Regions from separate parts of the Mus musculus genome. Here region 2 is linked to region 1. A link is a contact called in public Hi-C data. All regions are on one chromosome and are shown on one strand. Each heading gives the region's core, a stretch centred on a gene start, on an enhancer-like site or on the middle of the called end of the contact. The rest is flanking DNA. Distances are from core to core; before and after follow the strand shown.

Region 1 (6,477 bases), core at 990-3,489:
GATCCTTTCTCTCCTCCTGTGGCACACACTGTACCTTCCAGTACCAGGAGAGGTAGCCAGTTGGACAAAGGTCCCAGCTGAACACCAGCTTGTCTATTCCATCTTCTGTGACTCAAGCATGTGGCCACTTCATGCAGTAGGGTCTTAAGGTCAAATTCTGGAGGGTAGGCAAGAGTGTGAGCCTGTACTTGCTGCGGGTGAGGGAATGGTCTGTGAGACCCAACTCCTGACAGAGTGTTTGCAATCACTGAGCTCAGCCATAAGACAAAACTATGGGGCTATGCCCATAGTTTAAGAAGTTGGAGTCTAGAGGCATGGTTCCAACATCTGTCAAACTACCTGATCACACTATTTTCAGTCCTTCTATGGTTTAGATCAACTTCAGTCCAGACATTTCAATACTAAGGCATGTTGTATTATTCTAAGGTACCTGACAACCACGAACCCCTCCACTGAAGTGTATACATACCCCTTCTTGAGGTGACTACATCTTGATCAAGGTCACAAATTCTCATGGAAGATGATCATGTGCTGCCCCGAGATGCTGTAAAGTCTACAGTCCATCTTCTCTATATATTTATTTCTTCCTACCCCTCCCCAGTCAAGGAGCAGAACGTACAGTATTAGACCCTGGAAGGAGGGGCTGGAAGAAGTTCCTCTTTCCTGACTTGGAGGAAGAAGGCTAGGTAGCTGAGGACCCAGCCAAGAAGCAGTGAGTCTTACTGACTCTTTTACAGCACTCCTGCAAAGTCCGAACAGAAATCATGATCCAGGTGACAGACACCACCTGAGGCATGTCAACAGGAAGGAGGTGGCAGCTATGTACGTTCAGGACAGAAGGTGACATGGGAGGTTCTGCTAAGAGCTGGAGGAAGAAAGAAATCTCAGGCGAGAAGAAAAGCCAGCTAGCCCTGAAACAAAAGGCAATTCCCCAATAACCCAAAGGAGGGGAGGCCATCAGAAACGCTCTCTGCCCCCTTAAGTGAACGCATCTTGGCACTGCTTGCTCCCTAAGTGGAAAGAAATGCCCTTTTAGAGGCAGCGATTTGCTTAGAAAAATATTCCTTTCAAATGTCTTACGATTACTGACACTCTCCTTAGACCTTGGCAGTGGCCTCCTGTGTGTTTGCATGAGAATATAAATGTCTAAAGATAATGTACTCAAAATACACTCCTGGAAAAGCGGATGGCCCTGGAATCAGGAGGCTCTTCCATCTTTATGCCATCTCTATCCACCACTTCAGGGGCCTGACTGTTCTCTTAGCTCTCGTTCCTTCCCACCCTCCCTCCTTTCTTCTCCCTCTTCCCTCCCCCCTTCCCCTAGCTGGGCAGCCATCCAGATGATTCATAGTATATTCTAGCTAAATTCAGCACAAAAGCCATCTAAAGCATCGGAAGATCAAAGTTACATCAGCGAACAGGCACTGGGGAATTGACAAGCAGCTAAAATTAGGACATTGCGGAGCCGTGGCCTTTGACGGATGGAGTGAAATTTAGCCTCTGGTTCGCTATTTAAAGATTGGTGACAGCACCCTTTTCTGTAGCCACAGCAAGCACACAACACAAGTATTCGGGTCTGATTAAGTGTTTAATCATCTCTGGCCCACGGCTGGCTGCGGCAGATGGACGGACTCCTAAGAAGTTGGGCCTTCATTCCCACACCGAGTCTCTCCAGCCCAACTGGTCCCTCCAGGCACACTCTGTAAAGCTATTTTAATCACTTTTACAAGCATTCCTGCCATCACACAGTTCAGCCTCCAAATCCTGACCCAGCACAAGGGTTTCCAGATTCATCATCAACTTAATTAAAACAAACAGATCCAAACAGCTGCCAAACCAATTCGTCAACTGTCCTACTGGCCTCTTTTCTTTTTCTGGTTCCTTCCGGTTTAAATGCAGTCCTCCTCACAGATGGCAGGTGTCCTCCTCTTTGGGTGTACCTTTGTTTTATGGCCATTGTCACCTCCCAGAGACACACTGGCTTCTGGAAGGACAATGTGGGAGCCCAAGATGACCATGATAACTCTAAGAGCCAAGCAGAGAACACTTCCAGGAAGGCAGTCAGCAGCTGCCTTGTCAACTTTGAACTGACCCCACCCTTGTTATTGATCCTTAGGGCCAAGGACAATGGTTTCAAAACAACTTGCATAACTTTCCTCCCTTTCCCTCTGAAACACTGGCCTGCCTCTGTCTCCTCAAGCCTGACCTTGTGGTACCTTGGCACACATTCCAGATGTCCGTGTGCCACCCTCTCCTGTTCTTCCTTGGGTGGCCTGTTTGCTGATTGGCTAACTTGGTTTAGGGTGGCTGTGGCCGCCTGCCTGGCCAGCAGTGACCAGCTCTGCTTCAGTCACCTCTGTGGCCAAGTTTTACTTTGTGAAGCCCCGAAGGGTCAGTGTGAGCTGCTCAGACAGAGGCAAGATGGGAAAATGGGAGAGAGTACAAATGGGGTGTCAGGCTCTCCAACAGCTACCTGATAGCTCTGAGAACCTGTACCCCAAGAGAGTAGAGGAAGAAAGGGAAATTGGGGTGGAAGGTCTAGACCATTCAAGGGGCACTGTAGTAAGTGCACCTTACACAGGATACAAAGAAGTCCTTGGTGGGCTAAAATGGAGAAAGCTGGGCATGAGCTGGGGAAAGAATAAAGGCCAAGATAACCTTGAGGTAGAAGCCAGCTGCTGGTCATGCCCCTGTTTTAAGAAAGGAACTACCTTAGGGTTACTATTGCTGTGATAAGAAATAAAAGTTTAGACAGAAAGGGTTTATTTGGTTTCTACTTCCATATCATAGCCCATCACTGAAGGAAGTCAGGACAGGTACTTATAGGGCAGGAACCTGGAGGCAGGAGCTGATGCAAAGGCCATGGAGGGGTGCTGCTTACTGGATTGCTCCCCATGGGACACTCAGCCTGCTTTCTTACAGAACCCAGGGCCACCAGCCCAGGGTGCCACCACCACCCACAATGGGCTGGAACTTCCCACAATTATTACTAATAAGAAAATGCCCCACAGGCTTGCCTACAGCCTGGTCTTATGGAAGCCTTTTCTTAATTGAGGCCCCCATCTCTCAGATGACTTTAGCTTGTGTCAGGTTAACACAAAAGCAGTCAGTACAAGAACTGTTTAAAGCTCTAGGGAAAGCCAGAGCATGTATGTAGCTTGGGTACTGTGGCACAGCACCTGAATTCAGGCAGGAATGACTCCAGAGAACCTCCAGGAGAGATGCTCCACATGCCCAGGTTTACAGGACAATGCAGGGACACCATCTGAAATATGAGGACAGGGGCCAAAGAAGAAAGACCATCCATTAGGTCACCTGCCTGAAGGGACACAGGCTCCCCAGGCAGACTTTCCAGCCCAGGCCACCAGTCACTGGAATCAGCTCTAGAAGGCATCAGAGAAGTCCCTGCTTCCCCACTTGCAAACAGAGTAAGAGGGAATGGCTTTCTGTGTAAACTAATAAATACCCTCTGCTTAGGCCGCCATTATGATGGCCAAGCTCCTGCAGGGAGTAACCCAGAGTGTGTCCACCAATGAGAGAAGAGGAGGGAAGGCTAGTGTCCTTTACTGGTCTTCTGTGGCATGTACCTACCGTGGGATGCCAGACCTATGGGCAGGATGAGCCTCTTAGGCCTCTCAGCAGATTCCGGGGGCCTGGGTGTTCACTGAGGTAGAGATGAGAGGCATAGGGGGAGCAATGCTTCTGGGTTCTCCACACACGACCACCACATTTGACCTCCAGAATCCAAACTTGAGGAGCACAAGAACAGCAATGGTGCGGCCATTATCCCAGGAGCCCTGTGCGGTAAGGGCAGGAGCGAAGGCCCCACAAGGGAGCCTATAACGCCCTCAGGCCCTGAGCATTTCATGGGAGAGTTACGGGCAAATGGGAATGCGTTTCAAACTTTAGGAGGGTGGGCCTCATTTTCTCCTGAAGAGATGACAGCGACTCACGACAGCGGGACCAGGACATCTTAGCAGCATCATAAAACCTGTGTGTCTTTCCTTCCTGAGACGTGGCAAAGCTTTTAGTCCTGGCGCCATTGCCTTTAAAAGCTTTATGAGGCGCATGAAGGAAAAGCTGTGATTGCAAACCCTGCTCTGTGGGTCTTACAGGAGAATGTGAGGAAGCAGCCAACTTCCTTTCCCTGCCTTATCCCTGTGACCATGTTCTCAGTAATAAGAAAAAACAAAAGACTGCAGGTGACTCTGTGTCTCTGGGTTCAGCAAGTGAGGATTCAACCAACCCCAAGCTGAAGATATTCAGAGAAATATTTGCCACCAGATGGCCTTTCTAGAGACATTTTCCTCATCGCTACTTGAACGCTACCATGATAACGACACCACAGCTCGTGCACTGTCCATATATGGAGATCTACAGATGACTAAGGTGTGAAAGGCTACCCAGAGGTTATGTCCAAATACAACAGCCATTTTGACAGATTTTAAAATTAATTCAATGTGCAAACATATGGGGTGCCAGGCAGTAACTGGGTACCTGTGCGGTGTAGTAGGATCAGCATGGTGACCATTTGTATGTCTTTAAGCACTTTTTTTTTTTTTAATGAATGCTGACAGCTGTATATTCAGGGCTCGGGGTGAGAGCTAAATTGTTTATACCTTGCTCATACTCCCTGCTGGAGTCGCTTATGTCTCTGTCTCCTTACTGTCTTTACAGCTTCTGAGCTCTCTTCTCCGAGTCACACTGCGTGCCAGTCTTTTTATACAAGGCCTCTTGCAGCCATCCTCCCAGGGACCATCTATGCTGTGCTCTATAAGGCTCCTCCACACACGCTCATTTTTACCTGTGGCTCTGTTGCACAGCCCACCCCGTTTCCATTCTTCATTCCTTCCATTTGGTACGGCCTCCTCTTGGAGCTTGCTCTGCAGGACTCCTGTAGTGGCTTCGTGACAAGCCCTGAGGCCATTTGTGTTCTCTTCCACCTGAGAAGTCTCTTATCTCCATACCTTGCTTCTAGGGCCTTCCTTTGGGAGTTTCGTTTCCCCATCACCCACTCGGTTCCTGTCATCGATTCACAGAAACACGGGTTTGATTTTCTAGAGTCTCGTGCTCAACCTTGGGCGTGGTCTTGACCTGTATTTTACTGCTGGAAGTTTACTGTTCATTTATACTCTGTGTTTGAAGCATCACTTCCTGGTGAAAGAATTGCAGCTGAGGCACTTTGAGAGGAAGGGGCAAGCTAGGTGCACGTGGAAAGGGAAATCAGGACCTGTTTGTGCAACACTTCATTCTGGGGTCTGTCTCTGCTTGGAAGTTCTGCCGTCTTGAAGCCATAACATAGCCTGCTGGGCCAACAGTCCTTGATGAGACACCATCAGAACTTATGAGCACTGGTGATGCCTTCTCGTTCCTCCACTTCAGGTCACCTTACTTCCCCCAAGAGATGGCAGACAGTGTCCAAGCTTGGCTCCCATCTTTGGCACCTTGTTTGGTCTGGTCCTGCAGGGCTGTGCCTAGTTCCTGATGTAGCAAGAGGCTACTACCTACCACCATCCAAAGTCTGCCCTGAGTCTTTTGCCTTTGGAGGCTCCTCTCTGAACCGAACCCATGGGAGGTGGTTGCACCATCTCATCATGGAAGACTGGTCTTCACCACTGCATTACTGTTCTAGCTCTGTTTTGTGGTTGCCAATTAGCTGACACACCTGGATCCACCCCTCATTGTTTTTCAGGTCACCCAGCTTTCAGCGTGAAGTTATTTTTGCATGTGTTTAACTGAAATGCAGTATGATGTAAAAGTGCATGTGTCACACTGCACAGCCTGACAGATCTTGGCAAACAGTGTGTGTTCATGAAACCGGCATGTTGACGGAGACACAGAGCCCTGCCAGCAGCTCCGGGAGGCCCCTCAGTCTGTTCCATCAGAAGCCTTTTAGATGTAAGATGTTCCATAAATTCCTGCATGATAACACATGTACTTTCTGTCATAGACTGGAGATCTCCAGAGTAAACGAAAGCCAGTGCATCCGGGAGGCATGAGTGCACTTCACACCGCTGCAGCAAGCCCACGGTGCCTGATAGAAGCCGCTGAAGGCAGGGTGGACTAAGCAACAGCCCATCATGGAGTGAAGAACATGGAACTTGAGGAAGCTAGTCACACTGCTTCCACGGTGAGGACACCGAGCAATCAATGGAGATGACTTCCTCCTTGTAATACAGCCTGGGACTCCAACCCATCGGATGCATCAACCACGCTCAGAGACAGGTTTTGGGGTTAAACCTCTCCGGAAACTCCCTCAAACACAAGCCCAGAGCTGCATCTCCTAGGGAAGCCCAAATGCAGTCAGTGGTGATTAATCATTACACAGTTTAGGAGGCCTACAGAGAAGGCGTGGTGCCCAAACAAATGTGGGAATTCGCTTGCTCTGTCACCCAAAGCTTCCAATGCAGTGGGACAGATCACTAGCTATCAGCTTCCTAATAGAGTTCAGAACTCCCTATGTGCCATCTGTACTCT
Region 2 (6,597 bases), core at 1,587-4,086, 66 kb after region 1:
TGTTTTTGTTTTGTTTTGTTTTGTTTTGTTTTGTTTTGTTTTGTTTTGTTTTGGTTTTGGTTTTGGTTTTGGTTTTGGTTTGGTTTTATTGTGGCCTCTAGGACCTGAACTCACATCGTCTTCATCCACTGGGCTACCCAGCCCACAATGGTGCCAATTCTCACGCTCAAACTCCTCCCAGTCTGGATTACCCCAAGGAGCACAGACCCATCCTGGGCCATACTTGTTTTCAATTCTAAGGCCCAACTGTCCCCTATTTCCGCCTCCGGACTCTCCCACCTCACTCCCCAACCCCCCACTGCCCCCACTACCTGAAGCCAGCATCTGCCACAAAGGCAGAGCCTCACATCTCAGTCCTCGTCCATGCTGAGGCAGCAGGCTGGTGCCCTCCACAAAAGCTGGCCCCCATTGCTGCCTAATACAGTGCTCACCCAGCAGCCCTGCCTGGGACCACCCACTTCCTGTTTAAGGGACTGTGCGGAGGGGTGTCTCAAGCTGCTTCTTCTGCGACCTTCAATTCTCACCTCCTGTGACTGGGCAGCTGCCATGCAGAGACTTATTCCCACCCCGCAGCATCTAAGGGCCCCAATCCATCCTGCAGGGCCCTGGGTTTTTTGAGACATCATTCTCCATGTAGCTCTGTCTATCCTGAATCTTATTCTGTAGACCAGGCTGGCCTCGAACTCAGAGATCTGCCTGCCTCTGCCTCCCAAGTGCTGGAATTAAAGGAGTGTGCCACCATCACTACTAGACCACTAGGCCAGGGCCTCTGTTCTTAGACATGGCCCCAAACTCTCTATGGTTGTGGGGCCTCCCTCCTTGCCCAGCTGTCCCCCTCTGAAACATGAAACATGAACAGTACCATCAACACCACTGTGAGGCAGAACCAATGATAAAGACAGGTGCAATGTGCCTGGACCTCTATAAACAGCAGCAAGTACTGACTCCGCTGACAAACAATGATGCTTGGCCTATGGCTTTGCTCTTGGTATCGGTGGAGCCAAAGTTTGCTCTAGAGTTCTTGGGTGCCCTCAGAAAACCAGTGACTCCATGATCATCCCCATGACTAGGGCATTAAGAACCGGATACAAGATTGGACATGGAGATGCACACCTTTCATCCCAGCATTTGAGAAGCGGAGGTGAGTTGATCTCTGTAATTTCAAAGCTAGCCAGAGCTACACAATAAAATCCTGTCCCAGGTTGGGTGGAGGGGGGAGGGGGGCTGGTCACGGCATCCAGCATGACCGGGGTGGAGAGATGAGGCATGTCAGCCATGATGAAAAGAGCCCAGATGGTGGTGAACACAGATGGGGTCCCTTCTTGAGCAGTGTGGTTCTCGGGCTTGACACTTGTCCCAGTGATGGATCGGTGAGGTGTAAGGCCAGGTTACTCTGGGCTTCACAGCAGAGGCCAACTAACCCTTGGTGTCCACACATCTCTCGGAGTACTCTGCTGTCTGTGAGCACCAAGGTCCTACACACAGACACCTAACTCAGCTTCCACTCCTGACCCAGTTTCTTTAACTAGAACTGGATAACATACTTTTCCTGAGGGATTTGTTTAACACTAGAGTGAGAAGAACATGGGCAGTATACGGGGCCGGGAGTATCAGCTCTGACGCCTGCCTGCCTGTCACCATCCGATAAGCACACCTCCTTTATCTCCCCAAGTCATGAGATCAGGGCAAAGGACATGCTTCCCTGTGTAGACAGCACACCCAGCAAAGCTTTGGTGCGGTTATGTCATCTGGCTGCCGGCAAGCACAAAAGTGCTGAGTCGCCAGTTCTGGGATCAATCCCTGACTTGTTGGGACAATGTGCTGGTCTCCCCTGGGTACCATAGGAGGCTAGAGTGAGCCCTTGACTGAATGTCACGGAGAGTCACACAGGGCCTGAAAATCACCAGGTAGGTTCCTAATTCAGTCCTCTGAACGACAATGTGCCACCCTAGCCTATCAACATACCCTTAAACACGTAAACATACTCTACAGGCATGTCAACATACCCTTATGGCACCACATCAACACTTGTATTTTGTGGTGCCGGGAGTTGATCCCAGGGCTGCACGTGTGCTCAGGCCTGCCTCCACCACTTGGCCACACTGTCAGCCCAATGCCATTTTTTTATGTTAGGGTTTTACAAAGAACAACCATGCTGGCTCCTATGAGCAGTTGTCCCCAGAGATCTGTCACTTGCCAAGGAAGGGCCACCTTCCTATCCACCTTCTCAAAATGTGAACAAGCGAGAGACAGGGTGGTGCATCCATAGTGTCTGTGTGCACTCTCTTTGGATTCCTCAATCTTCCCTACCAGGCCCTGGCTTTCCTGTTGCCCTGAACATTTAGAAAACGGTCACCAACCGCCAACTGTCTGAGGCTCAAGTGCTGTCCTCCGGCAGGGAGGGGAGGCGGGCTTTGAACGTTCCAGAAGGGAGAGCTGGGACAAGACGGAGCTGGGTGTCTGTAGGAATTTTAGGGCTTGAAACACAGATATTTTGAGTACAGGATTTACGTGACTCTCCTTGTTCCCTAATCGCAATCTGCACCCTGCTTCATTAGTATAAAATAGCTCTTATTTGTTTAGATTATCAACTAGCAACTTTCACGCATTTTCATTTTGTGACACGTGTACCATGGTTATTTTTAACATAGTATGAAAAAAAAATAATCTCAACTGGCTTTTCGATAAAGCCCAATAACCAGACATACTCGTCAGTTAATATTTAACTAGGTCAGGTAGACAAATAATGGACTTATTATTTTAAAATGTCAGCCTGTCAGGATCTTTGGACTCCAAATGAGAGTCAGTGGAGGTCATGCCATCCAAGTGGACATGAAGGTCAAGCAAAGGAGAGGGCCACAGCCAGCACAAACAAGCTATCTGAAAGGGTGTGTTTCCTCCAAGCCCTGGATCCAAGAACCGACACCCCCACCGCTGAAAAGCATCCTTCCCATTGCTGCTGGGGAAATGACCCTGCCGGACAAGCTGTATTTGATAAAGGGGTAAGTCTTGGTTGGTGGAGAAAACAGATCTTTCAGTGTAGAAAACAAAAATCTGAGATGATCCTTGAAATCAAAGAGATAACCACAAAAAAATCTATAACTTTTTTTTTTTTGGTATTTATTTTGTGCTGGAGATTTGGCTCAGGGGTGACAAGCATTTGCTGCTCTTGTGGAGTTCAATTCCCAGCACCCACATTGGGTCGGTCACAACTGCCTGTAAACCAGGCTCCAGGGAGCGCCAATGTCTCTACAGGCACTGACACCTGTACATAACCCTCACTCATCCACATATGCACAATCACACACACACACACACACACACACACACACACACACACACACAAAATGGGACTGACATGAAAATCCACGCCTTTAGCCCCATCACTAGGGAGGCAGAGGCAGGCAAATTCTGTAAAATTCGGGGCCAGTCTGATCTACACAGGGAACTTTAAGACAGCCAGAGCTACATTGTGAAACCCTGTCTAAATCATGTACTATTTATGTGTCTGCATGCATGGATGAGCATGTGTGCAGGTGCCCACAGTGGCCAGTAGGGGGCACCGAACCCACTGGAGCTGGAATCAGAGGCAGCTGTGAGCCACCTCATTCGAGGTGCTGGACACCAGGCTTGGGTCCTCTGCAGGAACTTTTAACTGGGAGGCAGAGCAAGGCTGGCCTTTAAAGCATGATTCTCCTGCCTGTGCTTCTCAAGTGCTAGAAGTATGAGTGTTCCAGCAGTCACTAGGGGCCTCTGTGGTCTGTAGGTTTCCTCCATCAGAACCAGCAGGTCTCCTGCTGAGATGAAGTGAAATGCTTTGTTTGCTTTTGCCTCTTGGAGGGTAACTGCCTTCTTTAGCCCACACATACAGACCTAGCCACCAGTTTCGGCTACTTCAAGTGCTAGGGCTGTAGTTGGATTGGTGGTATTCTTGCCTGGCATACATGAAGCCCTGGGACTCAGCCCCAATGCTACAGAAAACCAGGTATGGTGCATGCTTGCAATTCCAGCACCTAGAGGTGGGGACAGGAATATCACAAGTTTAAGGCCATCCTTGACTACACAGCCAACTTGGAAGCCAGCCTGGGCCACACGAGGCTGTTTCAAAACAGAAAAATACAACAAAAAGAACAGATGTGACCATGACTGTACACAGATACTCCATGCTGGGTGGCAAGGTCTATGAGTCCAAGCCAGCCCTCCACAATGGCTGGCCTCGGGGGTGGCAGCAAAAGAAAACCCAGGGAAGGCAAACCCACCAAGGACCAGCACCTGATCCTGCTGCCTCCCTGTCTTAAGTTGCTATAGGACTTTGCTCTCCGCTTCACAACTTGTTAGGAAACCAAGTGGTGACCAATCATCAACTGCTGACCTGGTCCCCAAATCCTCATCCTCTTCCATTACCAGTACCATTTCCAGCTCAGTTAGAATAACTGTGAGATGTTCAGCGTGTCGTGGACAGACAGGACATGACCCTGGGAAGTCTAAAGGACAGTCACCCCCCTGGCCAAGGTTTCAGGCTGAAGATCAAGGGTGTGGCAGTCTGACATCAGATGGTGGGGGTGGGGGGGGGTCAGCTGGTTAGCTGGGCTAGCAGATAGACGGATAGACATTCTGATCTGCAGCTCAGTGGCAGAGGTGGTGGCTGGTGCCATTGTTCTCTCTTGAGAAATTTAAGAATCACATCGGTGCACTCCCAAACAGCAGAGCAGGCTCAGGGTGAGGATGTGAGGGCAGGGCAGCAGGGAGGGGCATGCAGGATGCATGTGTGTGGTAGGAGGGAAGGGAATGCAGGATGCATGTGTGTGGCGGGACAGGAAGCCCACTGCAGTCTTCAGCAAGCATCAAGCTCTGTGAAAGCACAGCCAGGCCCAGCCCGGGACACCTCTGCCGAAGACACTGTGGCTTGAAGCCAAGCAGAACCACTGATGGGCTGACCCTTCACCCCTGTTCTGGGACCGTGTCACATGGTTCCTCGGCAGGGTCAGCAAAGAGACTTTACTCTGAAATCTGTTCTGAAATGTTGGGCAAGGGGCAAGACGCGGATTCTCAAATCACTCTCCATTGGCTTTATTGAAACTAGAGGGGTTTCCCTCAGACTGTCCACCCAGGTCCTCTGGTGGCGATGGGCATTTGTATGCTCGTAGCACATGTGTGTGTGTGTGTTTGTGCATGCACATGTGTGTGTTCCTATGTACACACATGTGTATGCTCGCATGTACATAATTACTCAGCAACTACATTTGGTATAACTTCACATTTTTGGGATACAGAAATAGTTTTATTTTCTTAATGCAGCATGGTAGACATACAATCAATTATTTCCTAGAGTGTGCAATATAAATTATTCACATTAAAAAATTAACGACAAAGCCTGATATGCGGGAAATATTAAAAACATATACCTAATTTTTACGTGTTTTGACCACGGACATTGCTAGCTTTATAAATCTGAATAAATATGACATGGCGCACAGTGGCTTGAGTACAGATGGGCCTGCTCCGGGTGTAGTGAGAACCCACTCTCCACTTTGGTCACTGCAATTTCCCATGGCAGCACGGGGTGGCTCTGAACCACTTCCAGCACTATGGGAGGCTGCGGCGGGCTCTCCTCCTATTCTCCCTTGTAGCGAGGAGGTCTTTTCTCCTTAAAAGCAAGAAGACCTTCCAGTCTGTCCTTTGTTGAGATGGTCTAAGAGACAAAACATGACACACACAAAAATATAAACCACAACAGTGGATCAAGCATTAACTACAAGAGCCACCAGCAGCTGCTGGGAAGGCCGAGAGTCCTTTGAACAAGTCTCCTAACAATGGGGCCAAACTATTTTTAACCCCCCCAAATTTTTTCCATTTCTACTATGCTTTAAACATGAGATATCTGATTTCCAGAAGCTAAACAAATGAAAAGCTCAGGAAGTGGAGACCCCCGTGCTCTCCCATGTCCAATGGCCTGGATCAGAGCACACAGCGGCTACCTTGTGAGGAGTCGGTGGTCTCACGCACTTGTACGCTCTGTGGGTTTTGAAAGAAGTGCAACATCACCTGTCACCACAGTGTACAGAAGGGCTCAGCTGCCCCAGGCATCCTTAGTTCGCTACGTACTCATCCCCAACCTGCCAAACACCTCTTCCAGAATGTCACTGGGCGTCGGGAGTCACTCAGTAGCCAGTACTTTCAGACTGAAACCTTCCCTGGAGCACTGTGAATTCAAGGTTCCTTTGTGCCATTTTGTTACTTGACAGCTCCCCCCTTCTTCTCGCTGTGCAATATTCTACCACACAGATGTACCAGGTGGTGTATCACCTATACAAGGACCTCTTTTTATTTATTCTTGAGACAGAGTCTCACTATGTAGTTGAAGCTATCTTCAAAGTCTTGTTACCACAGGCTAGCCTTGCCCTTTCTTGAATTTTAGTCTTGTGTCTCTAGACCTGACTCTGAAGCGCACGTTGACTGTTTCTAGATTAGCAATTGTGAACAAAGTTTAGCAGCAGGTTTTCACCTTGTCTCAGTAAACATCAAGGGGCACAGTTGCTGGGTGACGTGGTCAGTGGACACTCGGCCTTATCTCAAACTGACATCTATCTTGGGGTC

The links. A called contact is a pair of places that touch in the nucleus more often than the background predicts.
Region 2: a contact with region 1 is called in a Hi-C map of liver, with 5 times the contacts expected there. The contact joins two enhancer-like sites. A contact is called at or near these places in 18 of 484 Hi-C or Micro-C datasets (adipose-derived mesenchymal stem cells, embryonic retina, liver and 5 more) and 5 of 115 datasets of contacts at active chromatin or transcription factors (bone marrow-derived macrophages, embryonic fibroblasts, heart atrium and 2 more).

The regions. Positions count from the first base shown.
Region 1 is chr13:52,764,317-52,770,793 of GRCm38.p6, forward strand. No RefSeq gene overlaps it. Among named protein-coding and RNA genes, the nearest start is that of BB123696, 10 kb to the left of the region's middle. Within about 2 kb of position 2,240, at least 110 of the 459 cell types and tissues checked have an H3K27ac peak or open chromatin away from gene starts, as enhancers often do. A contact at or near this core is called in hepatocytes and liver, where this site is marked.
Region 2 is chr13:52,829,860-52,836,456 of GRCm38.p6, forward strand. It overlaps Gm33315 (a long non-coding RNA gene), which reads left to right. Exons shown (of 5, transcript XR_003950688.1): 1 at 1-1,141; 2 at 2,773-3,002. It overlaps Auh (AU RNA binding protein/enoyl-coenzyme A hydratase), which reads right to left. Exons shown (of 10, transcript NM_016709.2): 10 at 5,251-5,692. The coding sequence ends at 5,615. Among named protein-coding and RNA genes, the nearest start is that of Gm33315, 3.9 kb to the left of the region's middle. Within about 2 kb of position 2,837, at least 6 of the 459 cell types and tissues checked have an H3K27ac peak or open chromatin away from gene starts, as enhancers often do. A contact at or near this core is called in hepatocytes and liver, where this site is marked.